Linked DNA regions of Macaca mulatta: region 1 is linked to region 2. Evidence: chromatin contacts called from public Hi-C data. All regions are on one chromosome and are shown on one strand. Each heading gives the region's core, a stretch centred on a gene start, on an enhancer-like site or on the middle of the called end of the contact. The rest is flanking DNA. Distances are from core to core; before and after follow the strand shown. Region 1 holds the start of TTLL4 (tubulin tyrosine ligase like 4). Region 2 holds the start of RNF25 (ring finger protein 25).

The links. A called contact is a pair of places that touch in the nucleus more often than the background predicts.
Region 1: a contact with region 2 is called in a Hi-C map of CD4 T cells, with 3 times the contacts expected there. The contact joins the promoter of TTLL4 here to the promoter of RNF25 in region 2. A contact is called at or near these places in 2 of 14 Hi-C or Micro-C datasets (CD4 T cells and cortical neurons).

Annotation. Positions count from the first base shown.
Region 1 is chr12:123,945,077-123,952,449 of T2T-MMU8v2.0, reverse strand. It overlaps TTLL4 (tubulin tyrosine ligase like 4), which reads right to left and starts at 1,616. Exons shown (of 20, transcript XM_077957616.1): 1 at 1,388-1,616.
Region 2 is chr12:123,910,351-123,917,164 of T2T-MMU8v2.0, reverse strand. RNF25 (ring finger protein 25) reads left to right here and starts at 3,400. Exons shown (of 9, transcript XM_077957600.1): 1 at 3,400-3,472; 2 at 6,405-6,479; 3 at 6,743-6,814. The coding sequence starts at 3,432. It overlaps STK36 (serine/threonine kinase 36), which reads right to left and starts at 3,384. Exons shown (of 27, transcript XM_077957592.1): 1 at 3,135-3,384; 2 at 2,488-2,660; 3 at 1,631-1,771; 4 at 1,440-1,517; 5 at 1-59. The coding sequence starts at 2,571.

The sequences.
Region 1 (7,373 bases), core at 367-2,866, 37 kb before region 2:
GCGACAGAGCAAGACTGTCTCAAAAAAAAAAAAAAAGAGTTCATTGGGAAGCTGACGATCTGGAAACGTATTCATCTAAAGCTAGATGAGCAAGTGTATCCTTTGGGAGTCTAGGGCCCTAATTACTTCACCTTGAAAACCACTGCTCCAGGAATGTAGTTCTAACTCAGTAAAACATCCAAGGCCCTTTGTGATCTAACCCCTACTAACTTCCCTCTTCCTGGATGGCTCCCTCCAAATCTAGCTCAGGTCTGTCAAACTGTTTCCAGTTCTCTTTTCAGGACTTGCTGTATCTTTCCTAAATCCACTGTGTATATGGAATGTCCTCCCACCTCTTTACTCCCAGAAAACACTTGATAATTTTTCAAGGATTGATTCAGTCCAATGAATAAGTAGCTGCTAACTTTCTGAGCACAAAGTGAGTGGTTTAAATGCAAACAGTGTCTCAGTACTCAGTGCAAGAAACGGAAGAATGGGATGGAACACTATCCCAAAGGGTCCCCCAAATGCTTATTGATTGGCTAAATCAACAGATGTTGCAGTTAAGGAATAGGTGATTTGGAGTATCTGAGAAAGCAAAGACGATTCCATCTAGGAAGGATTAAAATATTTCCTAGATCCAGAATGGGAATGTGAAGACCAGGAGGAATGGGAATAATGTCGTTTTCTAAGTAAGTCCGGATTAAGTATTTCCTGTTCTATCACAGCACACACCACAGTATGGCAAATGCTCGTTTACTTGATTAATAAACTCCTAGACTATAAATTCCATGAAAACATGCTTGTCCTATTAGCCACTCTATCCCCTCAATCCCTTCCACTGTACCCAGGCTCATTAAATACTTGTCAATGTTTACTAAAAATTGTTTAGTGAATGATTAAAGGAATGGATGAATGAAGAATTAAATTCCACAGGATCTCAGATCCTGTTTGAATCTGTAGAGTTTAGGAACGTATTCCTCTACAGATACTGAGGATGGAGAAGTAAACATGTAGATATCCATGTTAAATTCGGCCCTGGGGCCTGCGAGGAGCTTAGGCTCACACCCAGAGAGAATTTAAACCTCAGCACGGCGGGACAGAGGTGGCTCGGAGGCCAGGACTAGGGGATGGGGCAGGGTTCGGGCATCCGGAGGCGAGGCCGACTAAGTTCGCGGGGCGTGGCGGAGAGGAGAAGGGCTCCGAGGAGGCGCGAAGTCCCGGCCACCCGAGGCCGCGGCTCCCTGGCCTCCCGGGTGATGAGAGGTGGAGGGAGGGAGCGGGGCTAGGGTGAGACTGGCCGGAGGGCTGGGGACCCGCGCGAAACGACTCCGGTAAAGGGAGGTCGGGAGCGTGGGACCGGTGGAGGGTCTGGGGTCGGTTCCCGTGGCTCCGCAGCCGCACTCACCTAGGGGATCCACCTTCGCCCCGGCTCGGCACCGGCTCCACGCTACTTCCTCCCTCGGCCTGCTAGGCTACCAGGCAGCCTCAGGCGCCCCTAGCAACCACGCACCGCCACGCGTGACCCGCGCACTCGGCCGCCAGCGCCGCTGCCGCCTGCCACTCACTGCGCGCGCCCCCAGCGGACAGACAGAGGGTCTGGAAGGAGAGGGCGGGAGGCAAGCGCGGGGAATCTCGGGGGTTCTGGGGCCTGTGGGGCGGGTCGTCACCTGCCTCGCGCACGCGCAGTCCGTTCAGTGCGGTGGGACCGGGCGAGCGGAATTCTGGGAGATGTAGTCCCGGGGTTAAAGCGCTGAAAGGCTCCATTCTGAGCGTCCAGGACTCTCCCTTTCTACTCTGATTCTACCTACTCCCTATGGACTGTTTTCTTTTTTAGAGACAGAATCTTGCTCTGTCGCCCAGGCTGTAGTGCAGCGACGTGATCATAGCTCACTGCGAACTTGAACTCCTGCTCAAGCGATCCACCCGCCCCCAGCCTTCCTAGTAGCTGGGACTATGGGCACGCCACCATGCTGGGCTATTTTTTTAATTTTTTTCTTAGGACAGGGTCTCACTATGTTGCCCAGACTGGTCTTAAACTCTTGGCCTCAAGTGATCCTCCTGCATCAGCCTCCTGGTCGCTGGGATTACGACGGGAGCCCCCACGCCTGGCCTGGACTCTTTGGCCTTGCCTCAATTGAAAATCAAAGGGCCCAGTCTCTGTTGAAGGATTTCTAGTAAAAGCCTTTGAGTTTGACCCCAGGAAAGGGGAGATTGCCCCCGATTCACTCTGCCTCCCTCTAACCCGCCCTTCCCTAACCCCAACCTATCCAGCGGGGCAAAATTAAAACCACCTGCCTGCTTTATGGGCTTCAAGTGTGAATTTTAGGAAATACTGACTCAATTCCTTATCTCGTTAGCTCCCCAGGCAAGACAGATCGTGCTACTATCTCAGATGTCCGTAGACCTGAGAGATTTGGAGATCTAAGAAAGCTGGAAGATGAAAGGATCTTTCCTAGGCAATTGGCTACAGAAATAAAGGGGACAAAGATAAAACTAATCTGATGAAAACAATCTGGACCAGAGGAAGGATCTCAATAAATAACTTATTTAGTCAACAGTCGTTGATGGATGCTAAAAGTATTAGATAATCTACGGGAGAATTTTACACTGAAGGATGTACACTGAAGATCACCTATATGTACTAATCAATCTTAGATAACGAAACATGGCACAGCTGTGCATTGTGTTTCTTGATGTGATGCAATTGCACAGAAATATTTATGAAGTATAGTGTATTTTTGTAAAAAAAAAAAAAAAAAGTTGAGTGACTCCAACTGAATAACACTACAAAAAAGCAATCAGACAAATCCAGAATGTGGGCCAATGTACAGAACAAATGACCTCTTCTTCCTTCAACAATTTCAGGGTATAAAAATGGGGGGAGATGTTTTAGATTATAAGAGATTTAAGAATATATTCAAATGTTGGCCAGGTGCAGTGTCTCACACTTGTAATCCCAACACTCTGAGGATCACTTGAGGTCAGGAGTTCAAGACCAGCCTGGGCAACATGGTGAAACCCCGTGTCCAACAAAAAATACAAAAATTAGCCAGGCATGGTGGTGCACACCTGTAGTCCCCAGCTACTCAGGAGGCTGAGGCAGGAGAATAGCTTGAACTCAGGAGGCAGAAGTTGCAGTGAGCCGAGATTGTGCCACTGCATTCCACCCTGGGCAACAGAGCAAGACTTCATCTTGAAAAAAATAGAAATAAAAAAAAGAAATATATTCCAATGCAATGAGTGCAGCTTGTTTGGATCCTGATTCAAACAAACTGTAAAATGACACTTTTGAGACTGAGAAACAAAAATTCTAAGTCCTGCCCCAACCAACTGAATGGACCCCGCCTTGGCTAAGGGGACGCTAGAGCAACCTTAAAAACTGAGTTCGCGGCTATGATGAGATGGGAGGTCCAACATGCCTCAATACGCCCCTTCCTTATTAACCTTTAAGCAGAATTCTTTCCTAAGGAGTAAGCAGAAACCAGCTCTAGAAATCAAGAAAGGGATGATTCATTGGTTTTAGAGGCCAGAACCAGACTCCCTACTCTTTGCACTTTTCTTCCTTTTTTTTTTTTTTCCTTTTTTTTGAGAAGGGATCTCACTATGTCACCTAGGCTGGAGTGCAGTGGCATGAACACAGCTCACTGCAGCCTCAAACTCCTGGGCTGAAGCAGTCCTCCACCTGAGCCTCCCAAGCAGCTAAGACCACAGACACAAACAACCACGCCTGGCCAATTTTAAAATTTTTTGTAGAGACAAGGTCTTTATGTTGCCCAGACTGTCTTTGCAGTTTCAAAGTGAAAACTCATCAGTTTCACAATACATCCCTTCCTAAAACTGACCATCTCCAGATGGGTTTTGGAGGAGGGTGCACAGTGAGGGTTTTCATTTCCTGTGCTATACCTTTTGACATCAGAGGGCTGAAAACTGCTCCCTACGATCACGTGAATGCAGCCATTTTTTGAATATGCAACCCATGAAGAGGCATGAAGCTCAATTGTGCATGTACTTGTCTCTGTCATAATCATGACTCCTCCTATAGCTTATTAAATATGTATATTTAGCCAGCCCACTCTGTGTAAATTTCTGTTCCCTTTACCCCTCCCTCAAAGTACCTGCTATCAGCTTCTGCCAGAAACTATACTTCCTAGCCTGACAGAATGGCCACCTTGCAGGCTGCAACCCTTTATAAGAAATAAAGCTCTCCTTTTCAAATTTATGAACCCCAAGATTCTTCGTTGTCAAGACTATGGAAAAATCTGAATAAGGATTGGGAACATTAAGAACATAGCTGATGTGGTAGGCCCAATGGCTCAAGTCTGTACTCCCAGTATTTGAGAGGCTGAGGTCGGAGGACTGCTTGAGTCCAGGAGTTTGAGGCTACAGTGAGCTAACACTGCACCACTGTGCTCCACCCTGGTGATCCCCTCTCTTAAAAAAAAAAAAAAAGAAAAATAGAGCATAGACAACGTTAAGAAACTACTATTTATTCTCTTATTGTAGGGAGCTGAACGGTGGCCCCCCATAGAGAAGATGGATCTGTATCCTAATTCCAGGAACTTGTAAATATTACCTTATATGGTTGATGGCGTTTAGGAAATGCCACCCCAAAATATGACACTTTGGTATGTTGATTACGTTGGACAAAGGGCACAAGGTAATAGCAGATGCAGTCGGGGGGTTGTCTGAGTTCCTCCAAAAGGAACTCAACTGGTATGAATCCTTTCCCTGAGAATATTATCAACTGGGAAAAATGAACTGAGATCACAGCAGAGGAAACTGGAGGTTCACACTGTGCCCAGACAATCACCTATTCTCCTGAGGGCTGCTGTGAGATAACTTTATTTCCTGAGAGAGTTTTATCTACAGAACAAGACCACTTTCATTTACCATAGAATTCCTCCCCTCACCATCCCAAAACTTGTGTCTCCACCACCTCCCAGAAGTCCCAAGCTCCTATTCCTTCCTGTAGCTCAGGATGCTATATAAGCCTCGAACATCTGACCCTTCTTTGAGTCTCATATTTTGTAGGACACTTACGTGTATGTACAACAATAAATGTGGTTTTTCTCCTGTTAAACTCTTTTTTTTTTTTTTTTTTTTTGGTGACAGGATCTCATTCTGTTGCCCAGGCTGGAGTGCAGTGGCATGATCTCGGCTCACTGCAGCCTCCGCCTCTCGAGTTCAAGCGATTCTCCTGTCTCAGCCTCCTGAGTACCTGGGATTACGGGCATGTATCACCATGCCTGGCTCATTTTTGTATTTTTAGTAGTTTCACCATGTTGGCCAGGCTGGTCTCCAACTCTTGACCTCAGGTGATCCACCCGCCTCAGCCTCCCAAAGTGCTGGAATTATAGGCATGAGCCACCATGCCCAGTCTTTTTTTTTTTTTTTTTTTTTTTTTTGAGATAGTCTCGCTCTGTCATCCAGGCTGGAGTGCAGTGGCACGATCTGGGCTCACTGCAACCTCTGCCTCCCACGTTCAAGCGATTCTCATGTCTCAGCCTCCCGAGTAGCTGGGATTACAAGCGTGCACCACCATGCCCGGCTAATTTTTGTATTTCTGGTAGAGATGGAGTTTTGCCATGTTGGCCAGGCTGGTCTCAAACTCCTGGTCTCAAGTGATCTGCCCGCCTGTAGTCCCAGCTACTTGGGAGGCTGAGGTAGGAGGATTCCTTGAGCCTGAGAGGTCGAGGCTACAGTGAGCCATGATCAAGCCACTGCTCTCCAGCCTGGGAGACAGAGCAAGCCCCTGCCTCAAAAACAAACAAACACCTGAGTAACAAAAGAATAGATATGGTAGCTGCTCAAGTAGTGATGAAGTACACTGAACTATCCTCTACCTGTGTGTGTGTTCAAAAATTTCCAACTGAAAGACAAGATGTTCACATTGAACTTGTTCCCACCCATTACCACTCCACTGCTAGCCTTCTCCATTTCAGTTAATGGCAATTCCATTCTTCCCACTGCTCAGACCAAAAACCTTGGAGTCACCCTTGACTGCTTTCTTTTGGTCATACCCCCACCTCCAATCAGTCAAGAAATCCTGTTTGCTCCATGTTCAAAATATATTCAAAATCTGACTACTTTTTTATCACTCCATTGGTATCACCCCAGTCGCCATCCAGGACACCATTGTCTCTTGCCTGGATTATTATTACAATAGCCTCCTAACTGTTCATCCTACTTCCCATTCTCCCCTACCCTCATAGACATTCACAAGACCAGAATGAAGAGTGATCCTTTTAGGATGCAAGGTAGATCATGTAATTCTCTGTTCAAAAACCTCCAATAGATGCATCCTCCATTCAAAGAAAGAACCCAAGTCTTCACCAACGTCTACAAAGCCTGCAACATCTGGCCCCCACCATTATCTTCCTGTCTCATTTCCTACTATTCTCCACCTTTTTTTTTTGAGACGGAGCCTCGCTCTGTCGCCCAGGCTGGAGTGCAGTGGCCGAATCTCGGCTCACCGCAAGCTCTGCCTCCCGGATTTACGCCATTCTCCTGCCTCAGCCTCCTGAGTAGCTGGGACTACAGAAGCCCACCACCTCTTTTTTGTATTTTTTAGTAGAGACAGGGTTTCACCGTGTTAGCCAGGATGGTCTCAATCTCCTGACCTCGTGATCCGCCCGTCTCGGCCTCCCAAAGTGCTGGGATTACAGGCTTGAGCCACCGCGCCCGGCCTTCTCCACCTTCTTAAACTCATTTCATCCATACTGGTTCCTCATAGCTCCTCAGGTATGCCAGGCATGCTTTCATCTCAGGGCCTTGGCTTTTCCCCAGAATAGGTGCACGACTCACTCCCCTCGCCTCCTTCGAGTCTTTTCTCAAGCGTCACCTTCTAGTGAGGCCTACCCTGACCATCCAACTCAGCACTCCTCATCACCTTTCCCTCCTTTATTTTTCCTCCATAGCTTTTATAGCTTTTATCACCTTTCTACATATTATTCTTTTAATAATTTCACTATCTCCCTGACCAGAATGGAACTCTATCATGGGCACTGTTTTATCTCCTGTACCTAGAATAGTATCTGGCATACAGAAAGTATTCAACTCAAAAAATATACATTCAACTGAATTGAGAGAATCTGGATAGGAGAAAATTATGGTGCTCCCTAGAAAAATATTATTTTTGCTAAAGTATAAACACAGTGGACAATGAAGAAGAGGGTTAAACAAAATTTCTTATAAAAATAAGGGCACTTTACTTATCTTTCATTTCTAAAACAACTGGAATTTAAGGAAGGACAGAAAGGAGTCTCATTTTATGGATGGAGAAATCAAGGCCCTGGAAGCTTGTTCTAAGCCATCCAATGAGTTAAGGTTTTCCAATGCTTCCAATTAGATTATAATTCTAACAGGTCCGACTAAAAGTCCTTTCTGGTAAA
Region 2 (6,814 bases), core at 2,151-4,650:
ATGCGGTGGGAATGCAGATAGTACAGGGCTGATACCAACTGAGCAGCAATGGCCTGAACCTAGAGGTTAAAGAGGTGAGAGAAAGGAAAAAAAGGTTAGAAGCAGCAGCTGGCTGACAAATCCAAAAACTTCTCCTAATATTACTGCTAATCTTTTCTTCCTTCCCTTTCTCGCAGAGCTTCACACTATTCCTTTCTTAGTTATTGTTCCCCTTGTTTAATCCTTCTTTCATTTGCTCATTCATTCATTCAAGAAAAATTTATTGAATCTCATTTACTATCTGCTTGACCATGGGCAAACTAAGGTGACAATCTATATACTGACACCATCTACGCTGGTGGATTATTGTAAGGATTGAGTTAAAGCATGCAAAATAATACTCAGAATGGTGCCTGGCACATAGTATATATTCAATACACATTACCTGTTATTAAATAAAACAAAATGCCTTTTTTCAAGAAAAGTAGTCAGACAAACAATCAAGACAGATAAAACAAATATGGTGATTAGGCATGGTGGCTCACGCCTGTAATCCCAGCACTTTGGGAGGCTGAGGCGGGCAGATCACCTGAGGCCAGGAGTTCGAGACCAGCCTGGCCAGCATGGTAAAACCCCATCTCTACTAAAAGTACAAAATTAGCTGGGCATGGTGGCACATGCTATAATCCCGGCTACTGGGGAGGCTAAGGCATGATAATTGCTTGAACCTAGGAGGCGGAGGTTGTTGTGAGCCAAGATCGTGCCACTGCACTCCAGCCTGGGCAACAAAGCAAGACTCCATCTCAAAAAATAAAATTCAATTAAAAATAAAATAATAAAAAAAAGATTACTTACAAATAGTGGTGAGTGCTTAGAAGGAAAGGGAATGCTGCAATAATGAATCCCAAGGGGGGCCTACTTGCTTGAGTACAGAGAAACCCCTAGAATAAATGTGGCTGGAGGATATGTGTAACAAAATCCCACTGCTAACCACTATGTCCTGGTGCCAAATCCTGACTCACCACAACCTTTATTCTTACTGCCCTCTTTCTGGTTCCATTTCACTGGTCCTTCTTCCCTAAAGGTATCTAATAACAACAATGTTAATAGCAACTATTCAAACACATTACATGACTTATCACTCTTCACCATAGACTTATCAGGCAAACATGATTATTATCTTCATTTTACAAATGAGGAAACTAAGCACAAAGAAATTAAAGTAACTTGTCCAAGCAGACCCAGCTAGGAAGGTGCAGAGCCAAGCTTCCTACTCAGATATTTTGGCTCTAATGTTTATATAATTTACTCCCACACCACACTGCCTCTATATACCTAGACTCTTATATTCTTCTCAGAAGTCTGAGAAGAAATGGAGACTCTCAGTGTCCTTAGCTTGCTCTACCAGTTCCTAACCTGGAGAGAGGTTGGTGGTGGGAAGTTGAAGGCAGGAAGCATACCTGGTCTTCGGGAAGTTTTCCATCATCTTCTAGAATCTGAAAGAGCTCTCCCTCAGCATAGTCTGTCACCACCACCACCTACAGAGAGAAGGCAGTGGCACTGATGGCTCCAGATTCATATATTCTGAGGTTGGGAAATTCCTGGAACCCTTGTGCCTGGGGAGACAGGGCCCAAAACTGTCAAAGCACACCTCTTTGTCAGTTTCAAAGCTGTCAAGCATATGCACAATGTTGGGATGCCGCAGACCCCGCATTATTTCAATCTCTCGTTGCAAATTCCTCAGCTCCTTCTCTGAGCGCCCCAATTTTGGGATGAACTTCAGGGCCACGACCTGTCAGGGGTAAGGTGAAAAGTTAATGCCTAATCACACTACTGAAAAGAGCCAGAATTTCAGACTTAATCTCAGAGCTCCAGAAGTCAGACTTTAGAGTGTTTGAGTAACTCTTATTATTTCTGTCAGTCTCCTGCTTCCATTTTCTCCATGGTACCCTGGCCTTATCCAGGCTTTCCCCACTCCTCATCCCAGGAGGAAACAGCATGGGCAAAACATCTCACCTTCTAGGAGAAGTGTTCTGATTTGACCAAAGCAGTCAAGATGAGATTTAGGGGAAAGGAAAGGAAAAAAAATTAAGAGGAAATAATAGAGTTCAAGTGGTTTACCTCTTACTACATGGTGTGCTAGAGACTAATAATAATAATATTTGTTGTTTACTAAGAGCCAGGCACTGTACTAACTGATTTAATGTGACAACATACTTAATCTCAAATGCCATCAATCAGTTGCTGTTCTTATCCCCATTCTAGAGATGAGGAAATTGAGACATAGAGAAGTTAAGTAATTTGTCCATAATTCTAGGGTTAGAAAGCGGTGGAGATGGAACTTATACCCAAATAATACAACTTCAGAGCTTATACTCCATAAGAAGTATGAGAGAGTCAATGCCTTAGGAATATAAACTGGTATACATACATCCCTTCTAGACCCATTTTCCACTGGAGTTGGGGGTACCAAATCCCACCCAAAAGGTATCCCTCTTTGTACAATACCTGAGCACTGTATTTTCTTCGACCCTTGTACACCCTCCCAAAAGAGCCTTCTCCAATCATCTCCAACACGTGGTACTTTTCCATGACAGAGGTTTCAGAATCTCTTAGAAGGAAAAAGGTAGAGACGGTGAAGAGCTATAGATCCAGGGACAATTCCACAACATCTGGGAGGCCTAGTTGGGGCATGGGAAAGGAAAAATGTTAGCCATCTTGCCTTTTCTCTTTTTCACAAAGACCAAGCCTCAAAAAACATGGGAGGGTAGAATGATGCAAAGATGATGCGATCTTGGAACAAACACAGCATCTCTTTGTAGTTCCTCTCCACTTTCAGCCTCCTGTCCCCAACCCGGCCCCATGCCCACCTGACACCTGGTCCCCCTTCTCCCTCATCCAGCTTGGCCCACTCGACCCTGCTCTCTTAACCTAGCATCGCCCACCCAACCCTGCTCCTTCGAGTCTCCCCCAAGTTCCTGCCACTCCCAGATTCCTCAGCACCTGCTCTCAGACCCCCTGGCCCATGCGCTTCGCAAGCCAGGGTCCCTCTCTCATCCCCAGCCTAGGAGATCCAAGCTCCTCGGGCCCAGGGACGGATTCCCTGGCCTTTAGCCCCATATCTTCTGGCTGCCTGCATACGTTGCCTGACTTACAATTCTTCTCCACCCGCCCCTCTCGCCAGTCTCTTTTGGCTCCCTTTCTAACAATTTCACTCGCTAGAACTGGTGAGAAGTTCAGAGGACAAAGGCGCTCAGAGGTGTGGGAGGGACGGCGGACCACACATGGGCACTTCCTGGGACGCATCCGAACTGCCTCTGGGCCATCAGGCCCGGCTAAGGACCCGGAGTCTGCGGTTGCCTAGAAACGACGCTAGCTGCCCACCCCTCTTAGTTTTCCGCCTCCGACTTCCCTAAGGGCATTTCCGGTTCCGGCTGCGGGCCGGTGAAGACATGGCGGCGTCTGCGTCTGCAGCTACAGGGGAGGAGGACTGGTAACTTCGGGGGCATGGGCTTTGGCTGACAGTCTGGGTCTAGTCCAGAGGCCTAGCAGCTGTCGCAGACGGTCCGTACGGCGGGCGTGTGGGGTGGAGCGAAGGATGAGGGATGGCAGAGATGCTGACATCTCCTCTGGGAGATCTTCTAGACTGGGGAACGGGAGGGTGGAGGGGCGCTGATCTGAGTGAGAAGAGACCGGGTCTGCGCCCGCCAGACCAGTTCAGGCCTCGCCTTATCCGGTTCGATCCCCTTTCCTCCAGCTTCACGCTATCCCTTTCTATGCTCCTCAAATGAATTTTCTCAGGGGCTTTGGGGGATGCCTGCCCGTCAGACCTCCCCATCTCCCTTTCGCCTCTCAGAACTAGTGCCCTCCAGTTCGGTACCCCTTTCTCCTTGGATCAGCGTTTTTCCGCCGACGCTTTCCTCAACCTTCTCTCTCCCACACAGCACTAGTGAGGACTATTGTCTGAATAAAGCTTTACACCTCACATAAAGTCCCTCTAGTCCTTCTCTCAAGCATTCTTAACTAAAGACTAGAACATGGAAGGACTCTGGGATTTGGAAGTAGGATCAATGTGGGTTAACTCCGCATTTTATTAGCTGTGTGATGCTGACCAGGCCATCTAGCTTCTGTGAGTCAGTGTCCTCAGCTGTAAAAACAAAGTGGGTGTGGTATTTACCTCAGAATAGTTGAGAGGATCACGATGGATTTGTAATATACTTAAGTCTGTTTTTTTGTTTTGTTTTGTTTTGTTTTGTTTTTTGAGACAGAGTCTCACTGTCACCCACGCTGGAGTGCGGTGGTGCGATTATGGCTCACTGCAGCCTCAACCTCCCCAGGCTCAGGTGATCCTCCTGCCTCAGCCTTCCAAGTAGCTGAGGCTACAGGTCTGTGCCACCATGCCCAGCTAATTTTGTATTTTTTGTAGAGACAGAGTTTTGCCATGTTGGCCAGGCTGGTCTTGAACCCCTGGGTTCAAGTGATCCTCCCACCTCAGCCTCCCAAGGTGCTGGAATTACAGGCGTGAGCCACCACACCCGGCCTCCTTTTCATTAATAACTGAGGTGCAGGCACCTGGGAAGATTAGATGAGCCCCAAAGAAGTAAAGTGATTTGCCAAAAGGTGGAAAATTGCGACTAGAAATCCACATCTATCTGACTCCACACCTTAGATTCTTTATACTAGGACATTCTTCAGTCCCCTCTCCCCCATTTTGTTGTCACCACCTTACCAGCATCCCATCCAGGACCCACATAACTAGGGTAGGCAAAGTATTGAAGGGCCACTTGACTGAGGCTACACCTCAGTGTTACATTGGTTCAGGGAGCCCTGCTAGTACTGGCCTTTATTAAGACTATCTAGACTACTGGTTTTCAAAGTGTTCAGGGAAACTTTTTCTTTTCTTTTTTTAAGAGACGGAGTCTTACTTTGTCACCCAGGCTGGAGTACAGTGGCAAGATCATGGCTCATTACAGACTCAACCTTCTGGGCTCCAGCGATTCTTCTGCCTCAGCCTCCCAAGTAGCTGGGACCACTGTGTCCAGCTAATTTTTTATTTTCTGTAGAGATAGTCTCGCTTTGTTGCCCAGGCTGGTCTCGAACTCCTGGCCTCAAGTGATCCTCCCACCTCAGCCTCCCAAAGTGCTGGGATAACTTATAGTTGACCTGTTCAGGGGAACTTTTAAGATTCAGGGGAAACACCTTGAGCCATGGAGAGAACAACAGTGAGTGCAGCAGCCTGTAGTGCTGTGAGACTCCCATCCCATGTCAGCCAAAACTACACTATTTTCTGTGAGGTGTAAAGCTTTGTATTTTATATTTTGAAGTTTCTGCCTAAGACTTAACAACAACTGACATAAGTCATGCTGGAGCAGCCTTACTCTTAGAATGAAGAGAGAGCAGTATGAGAAAGGAAAGTATGCATTTTTCCATGTATCACCTGGTAGAGCTGTAGACACAAACTGATCACTCAGCTTCAATTTCAATACAACTACTGTTTCTATGCTTATGCATGTGTGTCCTCTGATTTACATCGGAACATGGATGCTAACCTCAACAGGCTGATCTAGATCAACCAGACAGCCAGGGTCATAAATACATCCAGAGTACTCTACTACCTCCCTCCTTCCCTCTTCCTTCTAAGGGAGAAGGTTATATACAGACAGGAAGAAAAAGAGGATGTAGACTAGCTACTATAGCCCAGATACTATTAGGTACTTTATATAAACAAATCACCTTTTATCCTCATAGTAACCCTAGAGAGTAGGTGTTATCATCTATATGTGATAGACAGGATAACTTAAGCTTACAGAGAGGTCACTTCCCAGATCGCATAGCTTGTAAGTGATTGGTACCTGTTACTAACTCCGAGGCTGCTGGCTTTTCCATTACAACACAGCCTTTACACCACCCTAGACCTGTTGTGTTGAGGTTGCTATCTCCTTTAAGAAGGCTTAGGGTGACTGGTGTTAAAAGTGTATGTAGACAGTAGCCAAGGCACTGGGATCCACACTGGACATTGATGTAGGGAAAGGCTGGAGTAATATTGGTAACGTTAATGCTAGTAAATGGGTGCCGTACCTCTAGACCAGAAAGTCAGCCACTAAGGGGAATGAAACTTAAACAGGGAGTCAGGAACCCGACTCTGGGCCCAGTTCTACCTATGTTAAGCCTTGGTTAGTCATTTTATTTTTCTGGAATCCACTTCTTCATCTCTTGGCAGAAATAATGCTTAAAATTCTGATTTTTGTGCCTCCTATTTGGCCAGTTGAAAACTTAAGGTAACATTTTCCTTGTTTTTAAGGAGTTTAGCAGGAAAATGCATTCTGGTAGATTGCCATTTTTCTACAAAGCCCGCGTTTATTGGCCTTAGCAGGCTTCCACAGGGAGAGTTGTAATGGAAAGTCAGTCTACTCCTGTCTATCTAGGGTCCTTCCCTCTGAAGTTGAAGTGTTGGAGTCCATCTATCTGGATGAACTACAGGTGATTAAAGGAAATGGCAGGTATGTATTCAACCAGCGGTGGGCAGGAGTCCCCCTAGTAATGAGGAGAGGTTCTATCCCGAATCTGGGTCTTAAGACAGTGTAAGCCTTGATTCAGAGATAATATTTCTCTTGTGTAGACAAAAGCTATTCCTTTAATCCTACCCCAAAAGAAAGAGTCCAATGTGTACTTTCTTTGCCCACTTTACTGTCTCAACCCCATCCTCCCCAGCCCCCAAGTCCTTACACAGTCACATCTGCGTTTCTACTTGATCCACCTGCAGAACTTCACCGTGGGAGATCTACATCACTTTGCATCCTGCCACTGCAGAGGACCAGGATTCACAGTATGTCTG